Regions from separate parts of the Mus musculus genome. Here all the other regions are linked to region 5. The links are chromatin contacts, called in public Hi-C, HiChIP or PLAC-seq and capture Hi-C maps. All regions are on one chromosome and are shown on one strand. Each heading gives the region's core, a stretch centred on a gene start, on an enhancer-like site or on the middle of the called end of the contact. The rest is flanking DNA. Distances are from core to core; before and after follow the strand shown. Region 1 overlaps Atp2b1 (ATPase, Ca++ transporting, plasma membrane 1). Region 2 overlaps Atp2b1 (ATPase, Ca++ transporting, plasma membrane 1). Region 3 has its middle 16 kb from the start of Gm34346. Region 4 overlaps Gm34346 (a long non-coding RNA gene). Region 5 has its middle 43 kb from the start of Gm34297.

Region 1 (2,700 bases), core at 65-2,564, 480 kb after region 5:
TTTGAGCTGACTTGGTGCTTTGTGTGTTTCATAGATTCCATATATCTCCCTGAGATGGAAGGGTATTGGCAATTGTTGCAGGAAATTCTGAGTATAAAATGGAACACAGGGCCCCTAAAGAAGAAGCTAGAGAAAGTACCCAAGGAGCTAAAGGGGTCTGCAGCCCTATGAGGATCAACAATATGAACTAACCAGTACCCCACAAAACTGTGTTTCTAGTTGCATATGTAGCAGAGGATGGCCTAGTCAGCCATCAATGGAAGGAGAGGCCCTTGGTATTGTGAAATCATATGCCCCAGTACAGGGAAATGCCAGGGCCAGGAAGCGGAGTTGGGGAGGGAGGGTATAGGGGACTTTAGGAATAGCATTTGAAATGTAAATGAAGAAAATATCTTAATAAAAAATTTTTTAAAAATTAAGTTACATCTGGCACTCAGAAATTTTACCATAATATATATGTGCCTTAAAATTGCTCAAGTATAATATTAGAAAGTGTCTGCTCTGTGACAGGTACTTTTTAGGCCCTGGGCATATATCCATGAGTAAAACAAAGATCTGTACTTTATTCTCAGAGGAGCGGGACAGTTCACCATGTTAAATGTATAGTGTCTAAATTAAATACACTGTGGTAGCGTATTAGGCTTAAGAGGACAATGAGTGGAGAAGAGAACTCATGCTGGAGTCGCCTGCCTTAGTCTGGGTCGTCTGAAGGAGCAGCTCAAGGTTTTTCTTAGGAACAGCAACAACAAAAACACTAACACTTACATTACATAACTTTGTTGTGCTAGATTGGTACTTCCTTACAAATGTAAGTCCATTTTATCCTTAAAACTCCTTCGTCCTATTGTATGGGCAAAAAGAAGGTTAAACAGCTTGCCCAAAGCGACACTTCAGCTGTGGTATCTCTGAGACAATGCTTTTAACTGGCACAGGGGCTGCTTTTTGTAAAAGCTCAGCCCGTATACCTTACAGCAGGGTTGAGAGACCGAGAAAGAGCTGCTTTGTTCTTGTCTCTTAATTTTTCCCCTCGGTGGAAAAACAGACTTATTTTTGGAGTTAAATGGTGGATAAATGGTCTTGTGTGTCAACTCTGTCAGTAACAAAATGCCTGAAATAATCAATGCTGGAAGGAAGAAAAGGTTTTAGAGATTTTTATCATGATCACTTGGCCCATTGGCCTGGGGCTGGAAGGAAGCAGTAACTATTAGCAAGAGTACATGGCCAGGAAACTCAGGGAAGGGCCCTTTGGGAGGCATTCAGTAGCCAGGCTGTGGAGTTCCTCTCACACTGAGGCCCTTAGAAGCATGTCCTTCTGTCCAGGAAGCTGGGTTTCTTGCTTCCCCATTTTTCCTACCAGCTTACCACGTGGTCTCTAAAAAGGTACCATTTGAGTCCGTTCTCAGGAATACTACAAGTAGTTATTTGTAGACCAGTAGAACATGTTTGGGCCAGATGAAATTTTCCCATCCTTCTGATTAACTGTCATAATTCCTGAGAGGGGGATTGAAATTAAAAGTTCAGGGTAAAATGAAGGTGAGACTTGGAATGTCATATTTTTGCGGTATGTTTTAGAACAAGCATGTATCTCACGTTCCTCGGAGCTTTGTGCTAAAATAATCTGTTTATAACATCCTAACACCTAAAATTCTTTTAAACTGTTCTTCTCTCGTGTTTTACTTTCCTCTATCGAGTCTATTATTCCTGCTCTAAATCCCATTTCTCGGTCCGCTAACTTTCACGGTGGCTTCGGGTATCTTTTCTACCTTACCCCCGTTATCTTTCTTGTGCTTTGTGCTGGGTGGCAGAGAAGACTCTGCTGCAGGCTTCTGGATGCATGCCTCTAGCTCCCGTATCATATTTGTTATGTCGTAATACTGCACCAAACAAGGTATAAAAGTGAATTAATACAAATTAAAGACAGATGCTGAGTTACCGGGCGTGGCTTCGTGCGCCACAGAGGGAAGAAGTCAGGTGAAGCGGAGCTTTCTAAGTGATGATTATCAAAATGAGGCAAAAGAGGGGCTAAAGTAAAAACCAACAGGGGAAGCTAAAGACGTCATTAGGAACAGTGGCGGTGCATGATGGGAGGCAGGAGAGGCATAGCAGCTGTTGTCATTGGTTGCCTAGTTTCCATGTTTTAAGTGGCAGCTGATATTTGCTCTCCCTAGAAGTAAGTCTCTGGCACCTGTGTACTTTGACCTTGTCTCCATGTGGTGATACAGTTTAAGTCTTAGAGAAAATCGACCTTTCCCTAGGGATAAATCATTAGTGACTTAGGGGCTCTTAAAAAAAAAATGCTCTCATGCCCTGTGGTTTGGGCTCGGTTTTGCAGATTAGCACCAATGTTTGCATGGCTGTGGTGTGTTAGCATGTACGGTCTTGTGCTTCTGAGTTCCATGTCGCTCCCGCACAGCCTGGTCCGAGAAAAGGGTTGCTTGCCCCTGCAGTAGAGCATTGAATGCTTTCTCTGGTCACTTGTTTTCATTGCTTATAGATTTTTTTTTTAAGCTGTGTTAATTAGTTGTCCAACTCCGTAGCAAGCATATAACTTTAAAAGTCATACTTGAACCTGAAGTAACATGTCATTGGCTTTCTATTATGCTTCTAAGTTTCATTGTTAGGTGACAGTAGATCGAATTCCCTTTCTGTCTTCTGAACATATTCCTGGAGTTCTCCTTCTTGCTTCTGCATGTTCCTCCT
Region 2 (2,700 bases), core at 65-2,564, 460 kb after region 5:
GATGCCTGTACTCCACTACTGCTGCTGCTCTTGGTGGTCATCTCATGGTACTGGCATCTCCAAAACACTACATGACCCCTTCAGTCCTGGGCCATCAATTGCAACTGAGGCTGCACTTTCACCAATGGCCTTCCATGGCCTCTCACAGTGCCAAGCCTCAGCTGCTCTGCTCAACTCCTTCATGCCTTCAAAACCAGTACCACCTGGGTGACCCTTACACATTACCAAGTCCAGCCACAGCACAATGTACAACTTTGGCTATATCTGGAACACAGCCACTGTGCTCTCAGAAAACACTTCCCAGAAGATGTCACCTCAATGATGCTGGTCTCTTCTTAATCACCGCTAATTTCTTAGCTCCAGCTAACCAGCATCAATAGTCCCAGTAATGCAAAGTTTTTGCTTTAGTAGTTCTGGTATCTTGTTAATCACAGCTGATTCTTCAGCCCCAGCTAACCAGAACTACAGAATCTTCACAATCAAAACAGGAATGGCCCTGAAAAGAGTCTTTAATTTTCCCTCTGAAATTTCACAAACCAGACCTCCATCTTCTGCAGTGTTCTCAACATTATCTTCCAAGCTCCTACACAACATCCGACAGAGCTCTTAACAATGGATGGATCTTCAAGCCCAAAGTTCCAAAGTCCTTCCACAGTCCTCTCCAAAACATGGTCAGGTTGTCACAGGAATACCCCACTCTGCTGGTACCAATTTGTCTTAGTCAGGGTTTCTATTCCTGCACAAACATCATGACCAAGAAGCAAGTTGGGGAGGAAAGGGTTTATTCAGCTTACAATTCCATTCTGCTGTTTATCACCAAGGAAGTCAGGACTGGAACTCAAGCAGGTCAGAAAGCAGAAGCCGATGCAGAGGCCATGGAGGGATGTTCTTTATTGGCTTGCCTCTCCTGGCTTGCTCAGCCTGCTCTCTTTTAAAACCCAAGACTACCAGCCCAGAGATGGTCCCACCCACAAGGGGCCTTTCACCCTTGATCACTAATTGAGAAAATGCCTTAGAGTTGGATCTCATGGAGGCATTTCCTCAACTGAAGCTCCTTTCTCTGTGATAACCCCAGCTGTGTCAAGTTGACACAAAACTAACCAGTACAACCTTGTTCATGGGGATTGGGAGGATTAGCTAGCATGAGCCATACATTGTGTGTAACAGAAAACGACTTAGAACAGTACCTGCCCAGGTGTGCGCTTTAATTCTGGTAACTACTGCTAGTGACTCACTTCCTTCCATCTGTGACACACAGACTACTAAACCTCACAGTGTGCTTCTATCACTTTACGCTGAATGTGGTTTACACGAAGCCTGGGTTTTCCTCCTCAAGCCTACTCAGTCTTTGCTTGCTTTGCTCTGGATGACCAGCCTGTTTCTCCCTGTGGAATGCATCCCCCGTTGAGTTACCCTGATTTATTCAGTGTATCTAGTAATCATAGATCTGGAGACCCGGGCTCTATTTTATTCTTTTGAGGGCTTTTGCTCAAAGTGATCTTCCTGTTCCCCTCCATGTGCTGGGGAACTGTTGCTGTTTGACTGATTTTCGTCTATAGAAATGGCACTGGCATTCGGCTGACCTAATGCAAGGGTTCTGCTTTTTACTTCCTCCTAGATGTTTCCATCAAGACAAGGTCAGTGAAGTCTCAAGTTTTTTCCTCTCTTCCCTAGAAAGACCTGGACTTTGGGTTTTGGATACTTGGTTTTCTGTGTTCAGATTCTAAGACGGTTCTTCTGAAGGCCGGATGTCTCATTGTACTGTGCCGTTTCCCTTTCCTTGTTCAGACTGGCGTGAAGCATACACTCTTGGTTGGTTCGTAAGCGTATTGAAGATGTTACTCAGTGCTTACATTATTAAAGTGGCCAAAGGACATACGATCAGGACATTGATGTCATTGCACTTGGCATCTTTACATAAACTGTTGGTGGATTAAAAAAAAATCAGGGTCCCAAGCAGTTAATAAAAGCAGCATTTTGACTTTGTGTTGTGCACATTACATTTGGAACATTAGGGAAGTGTGCTTACTATTTAATTTTTAATATATTTATCTTTCATTTATTATTTAAAATATAACCTGGAAGCTAACTGCCCATTTCTTCCTAATTGCTGGTTTTTGTCTCTTTACAGTATTTGGTTATAATTGTTGGGTACATATGTTTCTGTGTTTTCCTCCCTAAATATTATGCAGCAAGGAGTTTTCCAGGTTTTGTCTTAGTTTTCTTTAATGTTTTTTTTCAAGAATCTTAAATATTTAATAATTTAAATATCTGATTTTAACCACAGGAAGAAAACTTTTCTCCCCTCTTTAGGTGACCATTTGATATTCTTTCAAATATGAGCCAACCTAGTTTGGGAATTAGCTGTTATAAAATTCTTCAGCTTTTTGAAAATTTTAAATTTCATCTGGAGTCACTGTATGAAAGGACATCAAATACCTTCAAATACCAAAATTAACACATTTGTCTGTTTAATAGATGTATACTATGCACCCTCCACGATACAGTGTTAATATTAAGTGTATAGTAGAATCTAGTTAAAATATTTTGTTGCTAGTCAAAATCATCACCATAGCTTGAGTTGTCTGAGTGCTCGTTCTGTATCAGTGCTGGCTCTAACAGCAAGCTAAGTCCAGAGAGTTAAAATGAACAACTTGCTCACGTTTTAAAAATTAGGATGGTGAGACAGTATTTGTCAAG
Region 3 (2,700 bases), core at 21-2,520, 400 kb after region 5:
CGCGGCAATCCAAGATTCCAAACTGTAAGCGGGCCTGTTGACAAGGGAGGTAGACCACCTTACACAAGCACCAAGGAAGAATCCAGCCATGCTCAAGAAAAACAAAACATAAAGTAGTCAGAAAGCAAGGGCAAGAGGGTTCAGAATAAAGGCTTAGACACAATAGATATGCAACAAACACAATAGAAGAAAACTTTCTTGACATCTAAAAATGTTCTCTTTGTCAGGTCCATATTTTAAACTCAGAACATTTCCCTAGCATATACTTTACCGTGGCCTAAATTACCAAGCTACAGCTTTGAGTATTAAAGTGGAGCATCTCTAAAGCCATAGATGTGAGAATCAGAGTAGTAAATGAGAAACGGACACAAACAGACCGGTGATTTTAATCTTCGTGGAATTGGTGAGGTTGTGGTTTTTACAAATGAGAAGCGCACCGGAAGTTGGGTTGTGAATGAAACGCTCTAACAGGAACAACTTGACTTTGAAAAACCAATCTCTAAGGGTGAGACTAGACTGCTGACCCAGAGCAACAAGAGAAGTGACTGTAATTATGATATTAAACCAGGCCTTTTATGGCCGATAACTTAAAAGGAATCACAAATCTCTTAATTATATAATAAATGCATTTCTAAAAGCCTCCTAAGAGTTAGCAGTGGAGACCAATTAAAGCAATAATAGTTTACTCTCTGCTCATTAGGTTGCTATCAGCAAGCTTGGCAGCCAAACAAGGAAGCAACAACAGAGGAAAATGGACTTTTGTCCACATAGAGTATTAAAAGTCTGGGCATCTCTGCAGTCATGGAAAACTTTACAAATTATTACATGAGATGCCTGCAATTAGTGCATGCACTACGTGAACTATAGTGGAAAATGACATGGGGGGGAAAAGTCCGAAAGTCACATGTCTTTCAATGTCCTGAGTCACCATCACCACCACAATAATGTGAACTGGGCAATTGCTACACATCCCTTTTTAGGAGGAGGAACCAAACAGACAAGAGAAATGTTTGCACAATGAAAAGTCATTCCATGGTAACATAAGAATTGAGCTATTTTGGAACGAAAGAATTAAACACATCAGTGGAGTAAGTTCCTAAATGTTCTATTATTTGAGACCCACCAGAGGAGTGACTGCTTGCTAATTAAAACTATGTCCCTCACTAGTTGGATCCCTAGAATTCATACTGTCAACTATCCTTCAACTGTATAGCATGAGAAGGAGACTCAAGATCTCTGCAGAAATGAGGCTGGGATGAAGCAACAGGAAGAAGGAGCCTGGGTTGCAGGAAAGTACCTGCTCTTTAAAACAACACCAGCAGCAAGGAAGAAACAGAACACCTCCAGAAATAAACCTCTTGAATGTTGACCAAGAACTTGCCCAAACCGAAAGAGAGCTTGGAGTTTTCAATCATTTCATCTTACTGCACAGGCCCTTTGGGGGCTCCACTATTTTTATTTGCTGCTGATGGAGTCGCACCTTGTGTTTCTCCTACAAAGACTTTGTCTCTTTTTGGAAAATGGTTTTGCCATTGGGCTCCTTCCTAGATCAATACGTTCTAGTTGTCTGGATTAATGGCAATTGATTAAATGTGACAATTTTAGCTTCAGTAGATATTTAATGCCAAATCCAAAATATGTTTTTACCCATATCTGTAGAGTTAAGTCGGTTACAGTGTTTATAGGAACCATGTGCATATACAATAGAAAGTTTTATATGTATAAAATTTTCAGTGTGTGTGTGTGTGTGTGTGTGTGTTATACATTGCTCAAGCATTTGTCCTAAACGGGAGTTCTCTATTTTCTATTCTTTTATCTTACCCCCTAAGTTGTTAGCCTCTCTTATGTGTTTGTATTCCTCTTATATATTTAAATATATCATTTTTTAACTCTCTTACTATTCTATCTCATTTCTCTTTTTTATTCTTCCCCATACACCACTCAGGATTATCAACAAGGATATACATACACACAATTACATACATACATACATACATATTTAATCTTTAACGTATTTTATTTGCTTCAGATGTTTCAACTGGTATCAATAACCAACAAGAGAAATAACCTTTGTAAGTACAGCCATCAGTGGAGAGCGGAGCCTTATAGAAAACAAATCTTTAAATGTTTCTCCTTGAGTGTGTCTCTCTATTTCTGCATTCCCCGTGTTGTTATTCGTATTGATGGTGATTGTGCCTTCATTTGTTTGAAGGCAGTGCCTCAGTCTGGAACTCAGTCTGTCTTAGAACTGATGAAGTAACCCAAGCTGGCCTCAATGCCCATGCCCTGCTGCCCCAGCCTCCTGAGGAATGGGACTGTAGGGCTAAGCATCACAACTGCCTTGAAAGTCTAAGATTCTTCCCGTCACATTAGGACACTGCCTTCAGCCTCTCTCTCCAACTCCATTCCTTTAATCGGCTTTTGGTAGATCCTGTGCTCAAGGCTGTGATGTGTGGAAAAGCTAGTATCTCCTCAGCTTTCTTAGGTTTTTTTGGCATATGCTGTTCCTTCTACATGAAACCTCTCTCCTTTTACCCCTCATGCCCAAGCTGATTGTTCAGAATCCAAGCTTCAAAATGGGCATCATCTCCTCTCTTAGGCTCCCACGCACACGTCAATACCTGGCACTTACCACACTAAACTAGAATTGCTATTCTTTGTTCTTCCTACCAGATGAGGATCGTTGTGTCTGTCATGCCT
Region 4 (2,700 bases), core at 199-2,698, 380 kb after region 5:
TAAATTTTCAATTCTAAATGTTATTTTTCAGCATAAAATAAAATGTCATTTTAAAACTAAAATTCATTTTAATTACTCTTAAAATTACATTCATATTAGACAACCACATATTTAGTTTTTACTTATATATTTACCACATGCTATCATATTTAATGTTGAAAATAAGATTTTACTAACAGCTGGACTTTTATTATTTTAAAGTTGAAACCACCTTTAAAAATCATTTGATGTAAGCCTTAACATCCAGCATAGAGTCACTAAATTTTAATTTCAGAAGTGACCTCTATGGAGCATAAGGGTCACTGTTTTCAAGATGTTTTGCTATTTAAATACATGCTTCATGTTGCGTTAGTTTAATACATAGAAGAAATAATGTTTACAGGCAATTAGGATTATAAAACTCCTGGTTAATATTAAGTAGGTTTTAGAAGGATCTTCAAACCTCACCTACCCTGTGTGATATACTCTATGTCAAGCCGCGGAAGGATTGTAGGGATTAAACTAGTGTCCTTTACCCGGAAAAACAAGGCAGACACAGGGTCAAGTACATCTCTGAGAAAGGGCTCATCTCCTTCCTAACCCTTGAAACACTCTGACAAGCAATGCTGTGGAATGTACTGAGGGAGACCGTCTCCTATCCTTCCGCACCACTTTATTCTCTAAACTTTGTGCAAAGAGTTGAATTGAAAGTTTATCAGATCACAAAACGACACCTTTCAATGTAAAAACTATATCATATTCTATAGCATTATTATAATTTTGGGTTATAAATTATTTAGACAGAACTGTTAAGAGTACATTTGGAGGTTGTAGGATTTTTTTTAAAAAGACTATTTTGTAAATACACTGCACTGGGTGTGGGGAGGGGGAACTATTTCTTTAAATAATAAAGTGAGTGGCCAGAGATGTCTCAACAGGCAAAGATGCCACCAAACCTGACCAACTGACCATGATCTTCTGATGTCCATACATACACACATATACTGACTCTCTCTATCTCTCTCTGTGTCTGTTTGTCTGCCTGTCTGTTTCTCTCTCTCTCTTCTCTCTCTCTCTCTCTCTCTCTCTCTCTCTCTCTCTCTCTCTCTGTGTGTGTGTGTATCATTGCCAGGGTTCACTTTTTAAATTTTATTTCTTTTTCACATTTATTGGTGTGTGTGTGTGTGTGAGAGAGAGAGAGAGAGCATATGTTGTTATTTGTTTATTTGGGTTTTTTGTTTTTCATAGGGTCTTATCTTGTAGCTCAGGCTAGCCTGGAACTTTTTATGTAATCCTGGGTTGACCTCAAATTTGCAATCATCTTGCCTCTGCCTCCCCAGTTCTGGTTTACAGGGTGTTCCACTACGCCCAGTTGTTTGTCATCGTTACCATAGAAACTAGATGACTGGCGAGTTAAGTAGACACCTTCTCAGAGGTCCTCACCCTAATTTCCATACCCTGGCAGCATGACTTTTGTACATAACATGTATCTGCTGAGCATCAACAACTGCCTATGTGAAACCAGAGTTCAGATATGTGGTTAGACACTACCAGGAAAGAGAGAGAGAGAGAGAGAGAGAGAGAGAGAGAGAGAGAGAGCTTTCCATTTTTCAGCTTTAGTAAAAGAATGTATGTAGCTGGCAGAACAATGCTTTTTTTTTTTAAAAAAAAACAGGGTACAGCTGGGATGCTGACAATTACTGGAGAAAAATACTGTGATAACTCTTAAAATATATTATTTTTTTCCAAAACTATGTATTTTCTGATGTGAAGAGCTGAGCTGGGACCATATATGTCATAACTAAAAGTTACTTCCTAAAAAGAAAAAAAAAAAAAAAGAAAATCAAAGTGAAAAACTGCTTCCAACTTCCTCAAGTCCTTGTTCTACCAAGAAAAGCCAGCAGGACAATTGTGCCAGAAGAAAACAATGTTAAGAACTGGTCGATTAGAAGAGATAGATGAAAGAGTAAAAAACTTGGAGAAAATTTTTAAACATACATTTAGTGCCTTTGATGAAAGATCAGGGAATGAGAGGGGAGGGAAAGGGAGCAAAAAGGAGAGAAAACGGTGCTAAAGAGGTTGTGTTGGTTTAATCCTTTTGTTCTTCCCCTAAAAACACTTTTAAAAACAGAAAGAAAGAAAAGCTAAGCTATGGAAACTGTCTCCACCCAAAGTGACAGAATTGAAACTCACTGTCACCAGAGTAGCAGATTTGCTTCACCATTACATGCCCTGCCTAGCACTGGTGGACCCTGGCATCACCTGAGCCATTCCTTCACCTGCATCTAACTCCATAGTTGGCTTCCTGCATCTTTTACAACTGCAGAGTCCCAGGGGTGTAAGATCCTGGCACAACAGAAACAAGGAGAGATAATGGGGATTTGGCACCCACCGCTGAAGTAACAAATCCAGGTAAAGATCCTCCCTGGATGCTGATGTTTTAGGCTCAGAAACACTCCACAAAACACATTAACCTAAGATGAGAAAGTGTGGTCCCACAATGAAGAATCTTGAACTTCTCGCCTTGATGAAGTTAAATGTTCAGTCCCTCAACACAGGACCATAACCTGACATTCACCTGTGTGCTATTACTGCCCAAAACACTGAAAAGACTTTAACCTAAATCTAATTCTGAAGAAGCAATCAAACAAACAGAATTTAGGACTCTCTCTATGACAAGTGACCCGGACTTTTCAAAAACAGTATCCTTTTTCAAAATGG
Region 5 (2,700 bases), core at 141-2,640:
AATAGTTATATGACCGATGTACTTTAATTATAAGTACACACAGATATAACACTGGAAAGGGTAATAAACCGAATCTTACCATAGAAGAATGTGTTCCTTCTCAGCTCCTACGGTCCAAAGAGAAAACTTCTAATGCATGAAATAACTTAGAGGGCAGCAAGCAGGCCTCCTCCAGAGACATTCCCAGCCATGTAGGAGGTAACAATGCCTCTTTCCCAGCGTCATGCATGTCATTTTCAAGCATTATTGAATTTTACGGGAAAATAAAACATTATTTCCCAGTTTTGTGATCCTATAAAAAGGCATTTAGTAAGTAAGAACTTTGGAGAGGTCCTCTATACTCGAAGCTCAAATGTCGTGGCTAGAAAAGAGACTGGTTCCCCTAGCCATGACTGAACAATGTGGCTGTTCAGAGAACAGAAGATAATGTGGAGTTACGTGTTTTCTAAAACATGAACAGAGAAATATATTATCACAACCACTATTGCTGTCATTTTTATATATTAGTGACCCTGATTTGAATTACAAAAATAACTAAAAGTTGATAATCTTCCTCAATGTATATTCCCAAAATATGGCTAGCTGCTTAGTAGCATTACAAAGAATGCTAGAAAACCAGAACTCCCTAAATAAATTCTCGGGATGGGCTGCCCTATGCTCCCTGGGTTCTGTGTGTGGATTCTACAGCAACTCAAGAGCACAAAAGGTGTCCAGTATTTTAATGAAGCAAGTGGCAAGATCCAACAAGGCCATTAGCATTACACAGGGGAGACAGCAAGAGAAATGACTTCTTCCTCTAGGATACTGGAAATGTTCAACTATACTTAAGAGAAACCAATGTGACACTTTGCTTTTATTGTTTTTTAAAAAGAGACCTTCAAGTCTTCTCATTAATAGCTAAGTTTATTCGGCTGCTTTCTTCTGTCATTCTTTATACGTACTGGTATTTGTCCCTATGGTTTTTTTGTTTGTTTGTTTGTTTGTTTACTAACTTCATAATTCCACTTTTTAACTTCTATTTCTCATTTTACAACAAGACAACAACAAGAAGAAATCCCTCCTCATCTCGTCTTCTCTTCGAATATTTTTTTATTCACCCTATTTCCGTTATTCTTAATTTCCATGCTTTTCTCCTCTCTTCAATCTACATGACTGTTGGGCGCTTACGAGTTCTTGATAAATCCTCTGCTGTTCATCTCCCTCTCTTTCACAATCCTACCGGTCTGTCCTCCTTTGTAAATTATGTTTATAAAGCATGGGTGGGTGGCCTTAAAACCCTGCAGGAACAATCCGTTACTAGGATATCTGCGAAGGGGGGAAGAAGCCACAGTGAGGAGCATTCTTCCGAAGAGGGGGCAGATGACGGACTAGCATCGCTAGGTGGCAGTATTCCAGACAGGATCCCAACCACAGAGCTGGGTACTGCCTCTCCACCCCAGTTCCTGCCTGTTAATGTCCTATATAGCGATTTTGATTCAGAAATTTACTCGGTTGTCTGCAGCATCTGCATTTGAAATCTAGGGCATGTCACATCATTTCTCAAAAATAACATAACTTAACACTTTTAGGATGTATGGCTGCTGATTTGAGCTCAATTAGAGAGAAAATGGTTTTGTAGATTTGTCTCTTTTTTTTTTCTTTCCATGAAAAGAAACTACAAATTTTAATGGTCTTTATATAGAAATTTTCAGATTAATGAAATTCCAAAGACTAGCACAACATATTGTCTATGGAGTAGACTGTATTAATCAGTGTTTCTTGAAAACATGCCTTTCAAGTCTTGCAAATTTTACAAATATACATATAATATATTATATACATATATATATGGACCTGACCTGGTTTACAATATACTACCTAGGAAACTTTTAACATATTATGAAACCCTGTTCTTCCTTGGTTTCTCCACTTGTAAATGGAGGTATTCGTAACACATTTTTCTGGAAAATATTGTAGTTTAAGTGGGTTAATATGTGTAAAAAATTACAACCATATCTGGCATATGTAGCAACCAGTCTTAGGTTAGCTACTCTGTGTTCAAATGACCTTAAGCTACCTATTTATTCTTAGTATGTGTGTGTGTGTGTGTGTATATAGTGTGTGTGTGTATAGTGTGTGTGTGTGTGTGATTGTGTGTGTGTGTGTACTTGTGTTATGTACATAGGAGCTGTGTACCTTCTTTTACTTGAGTATCATCCACCCAAAGTCAGGCCTCGGGCTTGCACAAAAGACATTTTACAGAATGACCCATATCCTTCAGCCCCAAGATTGCATATTTACCTCTAGATTATGATATAATTACATGATTTCTTCCCTCCTTTTCTTCCTCCAAACCCTCCCACATACTCTCCCTTGCTTTCTTTCAAATTCGTGGTCTCAGTTTTTATTAGTCATTGTTACCGTCGTACTTATATCTATTTTTCAGCACTAGACTGGGTATCTTCAGTGTAAAGGGTTTTTTAAGGATTTAATATTTTTATTTTATGCCCATGCATCAGTGCCTCCATGTGCATATGTGCACCACATGTGTGCTTGGTGCCAGTGAGGCCAGAAAAGGACACCAGATCCCCTAGAGCTGGAGTTACTAGTTGTCGTGAGCTGAGACCCAAACCCAGGCCTTCTGCAAGAGCAATAAGTGTGCTTAACTGCTGAGCTGCCTCTCCAGTCTTCCTATGGTAAATCTTAAAGTAAGGGTCCAGA

What was found. A called contact is a pair of places that touch in the nucleus more often than the background predicts. HiChIP or PLAC-seq counts read pairs in DNA pulled down with a chosen protein or histone mark. Capture Hi-C pulls out chosen DNA fragments and counts their contacts.
Region 1: a Hi-C map of bone marrow-derived macrophages shows a contact between it and region 5, with 18 read pairs. The contact joins two enhancer-like sites. A contact is called at or near these places in 15 of 484 Hi-C or Micro-C datasets (CD4 T cells, CD8 T cells, the G1E-ER4 cell line and 10 more), 14 of 115 datasets of contacts at active chromatin or transcription factors (CD4 single positive thymocytes, bone marrow-derived dendritic cells, bone marrow-derived macrophages and 9 more) and 1 of 9 other capture datasets (liver).
Region 2: an H3K4me3 HiChIP or PLAC-seq map of bone marrow-derived macrophages shows a contact between it and region 5, with 5 times the contacts expected there. The contact joins two enhancer-like sites. A contact is called at or near these places in 3 of 484 Hi-C or Micro-C datasets (bone marrow-derived macrophages, macrophages and rod photoreceptor), 12 of 115 datasets of contacts at active chromatin or transcription factors (CD4 single positive thymocytes, bone marrow-derived dendritic cells, bone marrow-derived macrophages and 8 more) and 1 of 9 other capture datasets (embryonic stem cells).
Region 3: an H3K4me3 HiChIP or PLAC-seq map of bone marrow-derived macrophages shows a contact between it and region 5, with 10 times the contacts expected there. The contact joins two enhancer-like sites. A contact is called at or near these places in 12 of 39 promoter capture datasets (the 3T3-L1 cell line, 3T3-L1-derived adipocytes, HPC-7-derived erythroid cells and 8 more), 1 of 15 datasets of contacts at CTCF or cohesin (the NIH/3T3 cell line), 12 of 484 Hi-C or Micro-C datasets (the HPC-7 cell line, the Patski cell line, bone marrow-derived macrophages and 9 more), 2 of 115 datasets of contacts at active chromatin or transcription factors (bone marrow-derived macrophages and fetal liver) and 1 of 9 other capture datasets (bone marrow-derived macrophages).
Region 4: a contact with region 5 is called in a capture Hi-C map of bone marrow-derived macrophages, with 5 times the contacts expected there. The contact joins two enhancer-like sites. A contact is called at or near these places in 1 of 15 datasets of contacts at CTCF or cohesin (the NIH/3T3 cell line), 6 of 484 Hi-C or Micro-C datasets (CD4 T cells, Th2 cells, bone marrow-derived macrophages and 3 more), 1 of 115 datasets of contacts at active chromatin or transcription factors (bone marrow-derived macrophages) and 1 of 9 other capture datasets (bone marrow-derived macrophages).

What each region holds. Positions count from the first base shown.
Region 1 is chr10:98,971,252-98,973,951 of GRCm38.p6, forward strand. The region is part of intron 2 of Atp2b1 (ATPase, Ca++ transporting, plasma membrane 1); the gene reads left to right. Among named protein-coding and RNA genes, the nearest start is that of Atp2b1, 57 kb to the left of the region's middle. Within about 2 kb of position 1,315, at least 22 of the 459 cell types and tissues checked have an H3K27ac peak or open chromatin away from gene starts, as enhancers often do. A contact at or near this core is called in bone marrow-derived macrophages, where this site is marked.
Region 2 is chr10:98,953,192-98,955,891 of GRCm38.p6, forward strand. The region is part of intron 1 of Atp2b1 (ATPase, Ca++ transporting, plasma membrane 1); the gene reads left to right. Among named protein-coding and RNA genes, the nearest start is that of Atp2b1, 39 kb to the left of the region's middle. Within about 2 kb of position 1,315, at least 63 of the 459 cell types and tissues checked have an H3K27ac peak or open chromatin away from gene starts, as enhancers often do. A contact at or near this core is called in bone marrow-derived macrophages, where this site is marked.
Region 3 is chr10:98,897,276-98,899,975 of GRCm38.p6, forward strand. No RefSeq gene overlaps it. Among named protein-coding and RNA genes, the nearest start is that of Gm34346, 16 kb to the left of the region's middle. Within about 2 kb of position 1,271, at least 62 of the 459 cell types and tissues checked have an H3K27ac peak or open chromatin away from gene starts, as enhancers often do. A contact at or near this core is called in bone marrow-derived macrophages, where this site is marked.
Region 4 is chr10:98,876,648-98,879,347 of GRCm38.p6, forward strand. All of the region lies in intron 2 of Gm34346 (a long non-coding RNA gene), which reads right to left. Among named protein-coding and RNA genes, the nearest start is that of Gm34346, 4.7 kb to the right of the region's middle. Within about 2 kb of position 1,449, at least 49 of the 459 cell types and tissues checked have an H3K27ac peak or open chromatin away from gene starts, as enhancers often do. A contact at or near this core is called in bone marrow-derived macrophages, where this site is marked.
Region 5 is chr10:98,493,176-98,495,875 of GRCm38.p6, forward strand. No RefSeq gene overlaps it. Among named protein-coding and RNA genes, the nearest start is that of Gm34297, 43 kb to the right of the region's middle. Within about 2 kb of position 1,391, at least 12 of the 459 cell types and tissues checked have an H3K27ac peak or open chromatin away from gene starts, as enhancers often do. A contact at or near this core is called in bone marrow-derived macrophages, where this site is marked.